Regions from separate parts of the Gossypium hirsutum genome. Here region 2 is linked to region 1. Evidence: chromatin contacts called from public Hi-C data. All regions are on one chromosome and are shown on one strand. Each heading gives the region's core, a stretch centred on a gene start, on an enhancer-like site or on the middle of the called end of the contact. The rest is flanking DNA. Distances are from core to core; before and after follow the strand shown. Region 1 has its middle 32 kb from the start of LOC121205336. Region 2 holds the start of LOC107926888 (E3 ubiquitin-protein ligase RFI2).

Evidence for each region. Hi-C and Micro-C count contacts between places; a contact is called where the count stands out from the background.
Region 2: a contact with region 1 is called in a Hi-C map of leaf, with 3 times the contacts expected there. The contact joins the promoter of LOC107926888 here to the enhancer-like site in region 1. A contact is called at or near these places in 2 of 34 Hi-C or Micro-C datasets (both in leaf).

What each region holds. Positions count from the first base shown.
Region 1 is chrA08:93,745,530-93,752,103 of Gossypium_hirsutum_v2.1, reverse strand. No RefSeq gene overlaps it. Among protein-coding and RNA genes, the nearest start is that of LOC121205336, 32 kb to the left of the region's middle. Within about 2 kb of position 3,478, at least 9 of the 9 cell types and tissues checked have an H3K27ac peak or open chromatin away from gene starts, as enhancers often do. A contact at or near this core is called in leaf, where this site is marked.
Region 2 is chrA08:94,346,506-94,353,220 of Gossypium_hirsutum_v2.1, reverse strand. LOC107926888 (E3 ubiquitin-protein ligase RFI2) reads right to left here and starts at 3,910. Exons shown (of 6, transcript XM_016857828.2): 1 at 3,528-3,910; 2 at 2,994-3,166; 3 at 2,308-2,366. The coding sequence starts at 3,723. It overlaps LOC121204554 (a long non-coding RNA gene), which reads right to left and starts at 6,485. Exons shown (of 2, transcript XR_005899601.1): 1 at 6,368-6,485; 2 at 5,678-6,015.

The DNA of each region.
Region 1 (6,574 bases), core at 2,229-4,728:
TACATTGGATAAATTATGATTTTGTACTTTTACGTGGTGATTCGACTATGTTGAATTATGTTAAAATGGTCAACCTCATGAAAATTTTCTTTTAACAATGATTTAGTGGGCAAGGTTATGAGAATATGTTAATTATTTTATTATAGTGGCATAATGCCATGAATGATATTATTGATTCATGTTATAGTGGTATAAGCGAAAAAAATTATTATCCAAATTGAAATTTAGTTGAAATAGAAATGATTTGATGAATTGTAAATAACAAAATAAGGCCCTATTAGCTTGGATAATAGTTAAGATTCGCTCGGCATATCAATAATGAGATGTGCATGCTTGATTTATAAAAGATGTGATTTCAATTGTGATTTAGCTTTCGAGCGTAAATCACATTCAAGTGTAGCACTTTGGTACGTTACAGATATGTTATGTTCTAGTCTTCGAACTTTAGTGATATGACATGTTACTATGGTGTGTTTGGTTAGTTAGTCCCAAGTATCCAAATTTTGTTTTTCTTATCGTATTAAGGGTTGAATTTAAATTAGCCCGATTTCATGAATTGAATTATTTGGTTATGTTAATTTGTTAACTGAATATATATACTTATTATATATATTTGTATGTGTTTTCTTTCAAAAAGGGTTTCTATTTATGAAAATGTGAACTAAATGTCATTTCTATGATTTCTATCTATTTAAATACTCTTTTGTACGGTATCTAAACCACTATTTGTAAGGTAAGTATAAAGAGTATTTTCATATTATCTTACGAAGCTTTATGCTTAAACTGTCGATGTCTTTGTGTGAAGGTAATTGGATTCAAAAGCTTGGCTCACCTTGCATATCACTACCCCACACTATTGCTATCATCCGAGAGTATCATATTCTTTTATTGTAATTTTGGCCTCGAGTGGCATGTACTAAAGGGTCCTTAATTTATGCATATTCATCAGTTTCATATTACTCTTAGTCTTGTAATTGTGATGGATGTGTTCCAACCTTATTTTGTAACATGACTTAAGGGTATGGGTCATTGGCCACCTCCAAACATGCGAACGTTTAGAGTAAAAATCGTGCAAATAAAATATATAAAATAAGTTTAGTATCTGTAAGTGAACAGGTCAAATTGTAATATAGTTTTTTATTACAACAAAACAGTAGGAAGTATTCAAAGAATCATACCCAAGGGAGGTTGAATTAAATCTAAAAATATTATCTACAGTAGCATATCTAAACAATAATTACTAAAAATCATATTACAATAGTTAATATAAAAGATTAAGATAGTAAAATAAAAACTAAACTACTAAAATGAAGTTGAAAAATGAAAAACTCTCAAATACAAGCAAAAGATTAACTCGCTTTAGTAGTTGTAATTAACTTCAGAACTGGAGTTTTATTAGTGAATCAGTTATTAACTAACTAGTATTACCCCTTGACCTTTACCAATTAATTAATCATCCAATACTTACTTATCTTTGGCTCACTTTCCTGATCGGGATAAACTCACGGTTTACTCAACTAACTTATCTCTCGACTTCATTTAACCTAGATTACTTCCTAAGGAAATTAATTTTAGGGTTTAAGATCAAATAAATTTATACCAACTAATTCGTATAGGAAACCCTCATTTTTCCATTAGTCACTCCCACATCCACTTGTTAATCTCCCTAAAGGAGTTAGTCACTCATTGATTCAATAACCATCTTCATCATAATTAAATTAATCATGCAAAACACACAAATTAAATTAAAATGAGAGGCGGATAGAAATTGATCCGTTTAATAAACTGGATGTGCTTGGATCTGCGAAAGCCTTTAACAGTTGTCGAGATATTTTTCTTTGCAAGAGGAATGTAAAAGAAGATTATGAAAATACTAAATAACGAAGACATGGGCTCAAATCGAATCCAAGTCGAAGAATAAGAAAATAAAACTATTTTTAAAAGAAATAAACTAAATTAAAATCTTAAATCTACAAACTAAGCCCTAAAAATGGCTTGACCAAAAGCTCTCAAGCTTAACCTATGTTTAACTATATATAGGCAAGTTAACAATCCAATTTAGGTCAAATACAAACCTTAATAAAATATAATTTCAATATTTTAGGTCTTGTTATCGTTTAACTTAAAATTCTTTTATCAAATTCATTGGTGCGATATTTTGAAATTAAAAAAAAAAACTCACTTTAATTAAAAAAATTTACTAAAAAAGTAAATTATGGCTTCTGCTTTTACAGTTTCATCTGATGACCGGACCTGTATCGAAACATTCACTGATGAAGAATGCAACACCAAAAAGGTCAGATTCAAAGAGGTGGGAAAAGATTCAATAGACAATATGGTGGTTGACATGATTCCAATCAAAGAAGTTTCTTGGAAAAAGAAACCTATGGGAAGGAATGTTTCTGAATCCGGTGATGTTATTTTTAATGGAGGCTTCGTCATTGAAGAAGGTGACATTCTTCGATCCTCCATTAATGGAATCCCTGCCATTGACTTCTCGGAGCTTATAAGGAATTTTTTAGTTAGGGATATGGAGACTATCGTAGTTGTCAAGCTGTTAGGATGGAACATAGGTTACGGGGCGTTACACAATCGTATTTCTAGCCTTTGGAAACCCTCTCAACCTTTTCATCTGATGGATATCAAAAATGGATATTTCCTTGTCCGTTTCCAATGCAGGGTAGACTATGACCTGGCTCTGACTCAAGGTCCATGGATAGTGTTTGGTCACTATCTAACTGTTCAGCCTTGGACAATTGAATTCGATCCACTGAAACCTTTTCCAAATGTGGTTACGGCCTGGATTCGTTTCCCAGGATTGCTGGGCTTCCTGTATAAGAAAAAGATTTTAGAAGAGATAGGGAGCTTAGTTAGACAAGTAATGAAGTTAGATTTCAAGACGGACAGTGGGGCTAGGGGTCAATTTGCAAGAATGGTTGTGTCGATTGATCTGCATAAGCCACTTATTTCTCAAGTATCGATCAATGGCCGGATCCAAAGAGTTGAATTTGAAGCTCTTCCCACGGTATGCTTTCATTATGGAAAATATGGTCATTTAAAAACTTCTTGTTCTTCTTTTTTGGCAGAACAGAGCATACAAGGAGAGAAGGAAGATGTACCTGTGACGGCGGACAAGGACGTAGATCCAGTGATAGTGATTGACGCTTTTGGTCCATGGATGGTAGTTCAGTGCAAATCTAGGCGTACTCCAGTCGGAAAGCCGAATCAACATGCAAGTTTAACGGAAGAAAATCGTGATGGGTCAAGATTCATGGCTTTAATTTCTGATGATAATCAATTGACAGATTTGGGGGTTGAAAAATCAGGGATTAGAAAGTCACGGGCTGAAACTTCGGGGTTGAAGGAGGTTGTTTTTAAAAAAGGTGATTTTATTAGGAATTTAAAAGAGAATAGGCCTGGGGGTTTTTATGGACAGCGGGCTAAAGATAATATGGGAAAGGAAATAATGGGTCATAATAGTCGTATTGGGCTGAAGGATAAGTCTAGTGGGCCAGTTCTTTTGGAAGTTGAACATGGTAACACTAGGAAAGGTCTGGCGATTGGAGGCTTAATTTTAGGAAAAAATATCAGTCTAAATTCTGATGGGTCTCAATCATTTTTAATAGACAAGCAGGATTTAAATGATTCAGGGATTCTAGACCGCGGAGCACAGACGGGTCCGTCACCAATTTTACAAAATAAAAGCTCCTCACTGCATTTTAATCCTACATTTGAAGGTCCTTTTGAATCTGAGGTGGTATTAAATTCTAGCTTGTTAGATCCCAAAAGACTTTCGGCTGTTACTTTTAAAGGAAATTCGGATCATCATGTCATAACAAAAGGGTCAAATAATGGACCAAGTGATGCGAATATCTTATCCGTTCCTTCAAAAGGCCATGGTCTTGATAATAAAAAATGAAGTGGGCGAAGTGGTCGAGCTCTAAATAAGACAATTCGTGGACGTAGGGGACTTTTTAAAATTGCTGGAAATTCCCGTGTCTCTCTCCCTAATGCTATGAATTCCATGGCAAAGCTTATTGGTGAGTAAGTGGAGGCTCTTTCTGATACGGTCATTACCAACAATGAGGGAGATCAAGCTTCCATTTGGCCTTTGAATGGGTAGTACTCATTTTTTAATATTTTAGTTATGAATTTAACTATTTTTTCTTGGAATTGTCAGGGTAGTGCTAGTTCGAAGCTTATTCGGGTTTTTCATGAGTATAATCGTGAACATAAACCCGATTTGATCAGCCTTATGGAAACGAGGGTCAGTGGGATAAAAGCTGATTCGATTATTGCGAAACTTGGTTTTCAATACTCACATCGAGTAGAGGCAGTGGGTTTTTCAGGTGGTATTTGTATTGGTTGGAAAGAATCTATTTGTATGGAGATTCTAAAAAATCATTCGCAATTTGTGTTAGTCAGAAATTCTGGTACCTCTTTTAGTAAACCTCTTCTGGTTACTTTTGTGTACGCCAGTACGAATCAGAGAAATGAAGAATTTTATGGGAGGTTTTGTGGAGAACTATTCCAGCGGACGGGGCTCTATAGATGGCGATTAGTGACTTTAATGTTATTCTTTCTCCTACCGAGAAGAGAGGGGGTCGGTCACTAGGAAAAAAATGCCCATTTTTTGATAAACTTATGGATTCCGCTTTGTTGCAAGATTTAGGCTTTAGAGGTCTGCAATTCACTTGGCAGAGAGGGGGGTTATGGAGCGGCTGGATAGGGCTATTTGTAATAACGCTTGGTGTACTCTTTTTCCTAGTTCTCTTGTGACTTACTTGCCACGACTTAAATCGGATCATAGACCCCTTAAACTATCTTTGATGCCTAACTTTCTTTCCTCGCAAAGGCGTTCATTTAGGTTTTTAGCAGGTTGGGTTCTCCAATTTTGTTAAAGAAAATTGGAGGCTTTCTACTGATATGCCGAAGATACACTCCGAGTTTACTGATCTAGTCAAAAGATGGAATAAAAATGTGTATGGCCATATTCCTACCCGAAAGAAGTTTTTAACTAAGAAACTACAAAACATTGAGATCGAACGTAACAGAAATAACTCGGCTTTTCTCAGACAAGTTGAAATAGAAGTTAGAGAAGATTTGGATAATGTTTTGTATCATGAGGAAATTCTCTGGCCTCAGAAAGCTCGTTGTGATTGGTTAGTCTTAGGAGATCGCAACACCAAATTTTTTCATACCCGTACTTTGAGAAGAAGAAAGCAGAATCTAATCACTACTTTAAAAAACGAGCTGGGGGAATGGATCATGGATGAAGAACAACTTAAGACTGAAGCTGTCAATTTCTTTAAAGATTTGTATGGTGATCATCCTGGACCAATGACTGGTTTACCGACTAGCGCCTTCCCGCCCCTCACTGATGAGGATTTGAGGTTTCTTAATAATCTAGTTTTTGATGAAGAAATTAGAGTTGCTTTGTTTGACATGGCTCCTCTGAAGGCTTCAGGAAGTGATGGTTTTCACGCACTTTTCTACCAAAGTCAGTGGGACCATGTTGGCATTTCCATTTGCAGTTGCGTTAAGAGTATTTTTGCTGGTAAAAGTATTGATGCGAAGTTAAATAATTCGCTTATTGTTCTTTTACCTAAAATCCAAAATCTGGAATGCTTTGCTCAGTTTTGTCCAATTAGTTTGTGATCTGTTCTTTATAAACTGGTTATGAAGATTATTGCTAATCATTTTAAAGTGGTTTTCCTAAAACTTATAGCTCCTGAGCAGATTGGCTTCATAGCAGGACAGAATATCACAGATAATATTGTCATTGCTCAAGAGGTTGTACACTCTATGAAGAGCATGCAAAAAAATAGAAAGTGGATAGCCATCAAAATTGATTTAGAAAAAGCTTACGATTGAGTACGATGGGATTTCATAGACTCGTCACTTCAAGCTGCAGGTATTCCTATTTTTTTACGTAATGTTATTATGTCTGCTATTTCCACTTCTACTATACAGGTATTGTGGAATGGGATTCCAACTTCGAAATTTAAGCCAGCTAGAGGTGTTCGACAAGGCTGTCCTTTATCTCCGTACTTATTCATTTTGTGCATGGAGTGGCTGAGTCACAATATTCATGCTGCTATTGGTGCGGGTAATTGGACCCCTATTCAGCTGGCTCGCAATGGTCCACCGCTTTCTCATCTTTTCTTCGCGAGTGAATTGATTCTCGTCGGTCACGCTGAGGAGCATTAGGCTCAAATCATTAAGAATATTCTTGATGATTTTTGTAGCTACTTGGGACACAAAATTAATATAAGGAAGACGAATATTTTTTTCTCCAAAGGTGTGGACAGCAATTCAAGGAAATGTATCAGCAGTTTTTTTAGATTTCAGGAAGTTGAAAATTTGGGGATTTACTTAGGTGTTCCCCTTTTCCATGAAAGGGTTACTAATAATACACTACGTTTTGTGGTCGATAAAGTGCGCAGCAAGTTGTCTAGTTGGGACTCCAGGCAGCTTTCCTTGGCCGGTAGGGTGACTTTAGCTCAATCTATCCTTCTTTCGATCCCAAGTTACTTTATGCAAACAATGATGCTTCCTAAAGGTCTGTGCGACG
Region 2 (6,715 bases), core at 2,661-5,160, 600 kb before region 1:
AAATGTAACAATTTCCAAAGAATGGGTAGCAATAAAACCAATAATCTATTTTCTTTAACTTAAACCAGCTCAAGGTAAGATGGAATCACTTCAACCTGGTTAGTCTAGTTCCTCAAATTAATTAGAGAGAAATCTTTGACTAGAAACTCTACTCTCAGAGTGAGGAGGCCAATGTTATTTTGGGGGTAAAAAGCTCGAAAGTTAAAGAAATAAATGCCCATACCAACATCAGAAAAAAAATTCCAAATATGCAGCTAAATTGTTGGGGGTAAAAAGCTCGAAAGTTAAAGAAATAAATGCCCATACCAACATCAGAAAAAAAAATTCCAAATATGCAGCTAAATTGTTGTGAGCAATTATGTTAATATATTCGTCCAGCACTGAACAAACAATTTGTTATGCGCCTTGGCGTAGGATCTAGTCACAGGTCTAGACGAGAAAGAATTCTTGCTTCGACTTATGGTTACTCAAAAGGCAGATTCGTCCTTGACTGAACTCCCTCTCAAAATAACGTTTCTTTTGATAGAATAATTGCTTTCCTCTTTATTTCATATTGACAGCCTTTTATAGACTGTTAATGACAAAGGAAAGAGTCCTAATTGACATAAAATAGAATTCCTAACTTAGAGTTTATGAAGGAAATAAAAACCTAATATAATAGATAAGTAAAACTAAAACTCTTAGTAAAACCTGATATATAATAAATGAATAAAACTAAAAACTCCTATTGCAATTAAAGTGTCCATATCATTACTCCCCTTCTCGGAATTGAGCTTGTCCTCAAGCTCAAATTCAAAATAAACTTCAGAACTTATCCAAAATCATCCATCTCATCATCATCTTGCTTGCCTTCAACATCTGGTACTTCTATCCAAAATAACTTTTTACATTTGTGTCCCATGGAATAAGACTCGTCACAATTATAACACAGTCCTTTAGCCCTTCTTTCCGCCATTTCTATCCGTGTCAATCTCTTAATAAATGGTGCAGAAGAACCTATTTTGCCGTTGTTCCCTGTTGGTTCTATTGTTTGTCCTCCTCCCTTGGCAAAGCTCTTAGTTGTTGGAATAATGGAATTGCTGCCAATGTTTTGGGAAGCTGACCAGTTTAGATTGGTTTGAGATAACATCTTGGAAGGGACTTTTTGTTTCCGTTCCAAAGCTCGAGCCATATTCATTGCAACTCCAAGGTTTCCCGGTTGTTGCATCTCGATATCAATTCTAAGTTCCTCTACTAATCCGGCAGTAAAAAGTTTTACTTGTTGTCGAGGTTTAAGATCAGTAGTCCTAGCCAGTAGTGATTGAAATTAACGTTGATATTCTTCTACCGTCCAGTTTGTCTCAAGTTTGCAAATTCCCCCAAGGGGTTATTACTCATAGGTGGCCCAAACCTGACATGACAACACTCTCTAAAGCGCTCCCAATCTAGATTTGCCTCCTCTTCCTCGATTTGATCAAACCACAATTGTACTTCTCCTAAGAGATGGAATGAAGCTAAGCCGACTTTGTCTTCTTCGTTGGTCCGCTGATTACCAAAAAAATTTTCGCATCTTTTTAACCATCCTAAAGGATCACCAACACCATCATAAGTGGGAAATTCCATCTTGGAGTATCTTGGCACCATGCCCCCACCGTGTTGTGAATCTGAATTTCTTTTCTTGCCTCCACTGCTGCCTTGTTCTTCATTATTTTTTTTCTAAATTCTCTTTCGTTGTCTTTTGGACCGAAAGAGATAAAATCGCCATCTGCTCCTCTAATGCTTGTTGCCTTGTAGCCATTTGTTCCATAAATGCCTCCAGCTTGGCTGTCAAAGTTTTTTCGTCACCCATGATAGCTAACTCTGATACCAAGTTGTTATGCGCCGTGGCGTAGGATCTAGTCACAGGTCTAGACGAGAAAGAATTCTTGCTTCGACCTATGGTTACTCAAAAGGCAGATTCGTCATTGACTGAACCCCCTCTCAAAATAATGTTTCTTTTGATAGAATAATTGCTTTCCTCTTTATTTCATATTGACAGCCTTTTATAGACTGTTAATGACAAAGGAAAGAGTCCTAATTGACATAAAATAGAATTCCTAACTTAAGAGTTTATGAAGGAAATAAAAACCTAATATAATAGATAAGTAAAACTAAAACTCTTAGTAAAACCTGATATATAATAAATAAATAAAACTAAAAACTCCTATTGCAATTAAAGTGTCCATATCACAATTCAAGAGAAAATGATTTAAAACGGTCCCGCAATTGTAGTACAAGAAAAAATGGTCAAAATGAAACCAACACCTCAAAAAGAGAGATAACGCTTACTCAGATGATGAACCGATTCTTGTGAATTCGCCATATGGACACCACTGAGCTCTAAATTGCTGCTATAAAAAAAAGGTACTAAGACAGTGTGATCACAAAGCTCAAATGAAGAACACATTGTAAGCAAGAATTAACCAACACTTTCAATAATAGCTAACAAAAAGTGGATTCAAAGAAGAAAAACATATGGCACCTATACAACAAGTTCTGTAACAGAAAACAATAGAAAGAAGATAAATGAATCACGGTTTTTAAACTTTTCTTTCTGTGAACACTGAAGCTTATATTTATGCATGTTAGTGCGTAGACATGAAGGCCCTGATTGGTATGAAAGATGGAAATGAGATAGGATGGAAAATTTGTTAAGCTAATGGTTAAGCTACAAAGTAGGAAACTAATTATGAATTTTAACCTTCAGATAAATAAATTTTCCATCCATACTCCTTTCCGTCCTTTGTACGGAGCCAAGCCAAAGAGTAGCATAAAGATAACACATATCACATGACAAGTCATAATTTATATCGAACTGAGAGACTAGAATTTGAGGCATGCCATTAGATGCATGTCAAGAGTTTGAAAACATAACATCACATCAAGTTAAGAAACAAGCTAATTGCAGAAGCTGATTGATGTATGCTTAATAAACAACAATACCAACAAATAGAAAACATAGGAATTTGCTTTACCATTTCAGAATAAACTGGCTCATAATAATCATCATCAAGATTCCAGTCCTCCATGGTTAGCTCAGGAAGCGATCGGTTGGATCCATTCGCATACAACCACTGACCTTTTTCTACCTTTCGGCAATTCGGGCATTGCATCGCCCCCTTCATATTAAAGGCCGAACCAATGCAATCTGCAAATATGGGTCCAGTAGCAGGAAATAACCCAAACCAACAATGACAAGAACACATAAAATCATGGTTCAAGCAGAAACAGTAAATGCATGAAGTTTGCTTCATCTGTTTAAGGCACTTTCCTTAAAGCTACACATCTTTTTGAATGGCAACCAATTATATCAAACTGACAAAGATTATTCAACTAGACTTCTATCATCATAATTTCATTGATAAAAAGCCAGAAATAATTCGCATAAATGATTTTTTTACCAAAAAAAAAAACGGATGAGATGTTAATAAGCAGCGACAGAACTTACAAAATCATTTTACCCCAATTTTAAAAAAAAACAGCATAATTAAGAAAAAAATTAAAATTACCTAGATGGAATTGATGACCACATAGAAGCTTAGCCCTGGATCTACCTCCAGTATCGGAGACCAAATCAAGGCAAATCGAGCAAGAGACATCAGAAGAAGATGGGGGAACAGCACCAACATCCCCATCAGGACCGTCCATCAATTGATGATGATCATCATGATCAAGATCAAGTAGAGAGGCTTTGGAGCGCACCATACCCTTTCTTTGAACAATCAAAAAAGCATACAAAAAAGAAAGAAAGAAAACCCAAACTTGAATTTGTAGTGAATGGGGAGGTTTGTGAATCTGCTGTGTGTTTTGGTTTGGATGTGAAGAAATCTATCCGATGTTTCGGTGTCCCACCTGTCAGATTACTTGGATGGGACTTTCAACAGTTTTATACGCTCTGTTGTCTTTTACTGGATTTTTTTGTTTTATATAAAGTTTACTCTCTTTTTTCTTTTTTTTTTAAATTACATTAACGTTGGTATTTTTATTAAATAAAAAAATCAGCAATTTTTGCCTTTAATCTCTATTACTATTAAATGCTTCCTTGAGTTGTATAATGAGTTAGCATACAGCAAAAAATAATAATAATAATAACAATTTTATTATTATGTTTATAATAATTTTATTTTTTAATAAAATAAATAATTTAAACTTCAAATTTAAAAGAAATTTCAAAATAGATAAATTATTAAATTGGGAGATTTAATATTCTTTAAATCCTAATTTCAACCTTGATGTTGATTTCATATTTTTTTCTTTCAATTTATAATTTGGATGTCACATGATTTAATATCACTAAAAATGTATTACTACGTAAAAAAAACCATATAGTATTATTTTTCTCATGAAAAGATGAAATATTTTTACATTTATGTTAGATTTTTTTATACCCTATAATAATCAAGTTTTTAGTAAAATCAATTTTTTATATTTTATTTTAATTCACTATAAAAAAAATTCACTTATAAAAAAAATCAATCATTGGTATAAAATACATTATTTACTAAATTATTTATTTATAATAACATATTATCTAAGTAAAATTCTTACTATTTTATATAAGCAAGCCTGTTAATTATAATTTATTACATAAAAATAATCTTAATTAAAATATTTAAATTTTACGTGAAAAAGTTTATTAATCATATTTTATCATATGAAATAATTTTCAATGGTTAAAATTAAAGATATCAATTCAATAAGCTACTAAGTTTGCTAATTTAATATTCTATTATGAATCTAATGGTAAATTAATTATTAATTTAATTTGATAACTCAAATTGATTAATTGAACTTTTTAAATTTATAAACTTTATAATTAATCAATGTAAAATAAAATTTATATAAAAGTAATAATACAGCGGTATGTTAATTTAATTCACACTTTTTATTAAACGTAATTCTCTTTTTCTTTTCCTCTTTTTTTTTTTTATGCAGATTCACATTCACCGTATAAATCCTATGGTTGATTTATAAACCACTTCTTTATAACAGAAGAAGAGGGTTATTGATGATTTGGAGATTGAAAATAGATAGAGATAAATGGATAATGAAAATGTTGATGGGCTGGCTAGAACTTTTAAGGCCCGTAAGTTCTTTAATTAGTCCTTGGACGATCCTTGATGCCGCAAAATCCATCTACCCTTGATGAAGCTTCCAGACTGCCACGCTTCCACTTGCTCTCGGGATCCTATTAAGAATACTCCAATTTGACTTTAATAAAATTTCATGTCGATTTCATAATTATGAAGTTGAGTTAAATTCGAGTTTAATACAACTTGTTAATTTTATTCAACTTTTATTTTTAATATTTTTATATTATTAAATTATATTATTATGATGTGTCCCCTTTAGGCTTGATTATAGGTTGGTCGGGTTGACTTTAGGTCGGGCCAATTTAAAATTTTAAGTTTATTTTTTAGGCTTAAACTCGACCCGACTTGAAAAAGAGAATAAAATTTTATCTAAACCCGACTATGATAAAAAAATGTTAAATTTGAAGTCGGTCCGACTGTATTAAATTTTTTTATATAAAATAAACTAAAATATATATAATACATCAAATTTACTAAAAAATATTTTTTTTTGAACAAATTAAAAATATATTAAGAAAATCTTTATACTTAAATAATACTAAAATAGTTAAAACTTAACAAGCAAATGCCTCTAAAATATTAGCAAAATTAATAATAAAATAAAAATTATACGATATCCAAATAAAAAATAAAGTAGTAATATTGTACAAGCCCGATTCTGCCCGAGCCTCAAAAGCCCTACCAATTAACCCAACAATTAAATAAAAAGCTCAAATAAACTAAACCAACAGACCCAAAACCTAATATACCCAATTCAAGCCCAAACCCAATAGTTTAACCTAACCCTAGCCCAGACAAAATCAAAAAAAGAAAAAACCTTAGGCCCCCTAGGTTCAGCCGCCGTACCAGCATGCCCACACGCCTCCTCCTAGCCTGCTGCCACCACCTGCTCTCGTTCCATCACCTGCAAACAGAGAAAAAGAGACACGCAAGACAGAGCAGAAACAGTAGAATGCAAATAGTAATAAAGAACTTTTGTAAGAGGCTATAAAGCCAAAAAAGAAACAAATGTATTCGGGTTTTTTTTGGATACAAAAAAGGAGAAGAATGTAAATGCAAAAGGTTTTCAAACACATCTGAATAAAGAAAAACAGCAAGTATTGAAGAAAAAAATATTCAAACGCGTTAAGATTTTATTTCTTTTTCCTTTTTATTTTCATTTTTTTATATACATATAAACATATTCTCTTTTTTTCTTTCAAAAACAGTATATATATATTTAGATATAAATATAGCAAAAAAAAAGAAAAAAATACCTTTTGAAATTCCGCGGTGGCCGGCGACGGCGACCGGCGGCAACCTGGCGGCAGTCTGGCGACCCCACTTGGCCGAATTCTGGGTTAACCCAGAGAGGGGGGAGAGCACTCAAACCCTTTTTTTTTAGAACACTTGAAAAATGAATTTTTTAGAAAAAAAATTTGATTTTATAAGCCCCATGAAACGGCGCCGTTTTGGATTTAACCCCCCAGTGCCAAAACAACGCCATTTTATCCCTTTGCCCATGCACCGACCCGATTCGACCTGACCCGTCAGCAGGATCTGCGTGTTTTTAGAAAAGGGGGAATTTGCGCGCGTGGTCCTTCCTCCTTTTTATTATTTTGTAA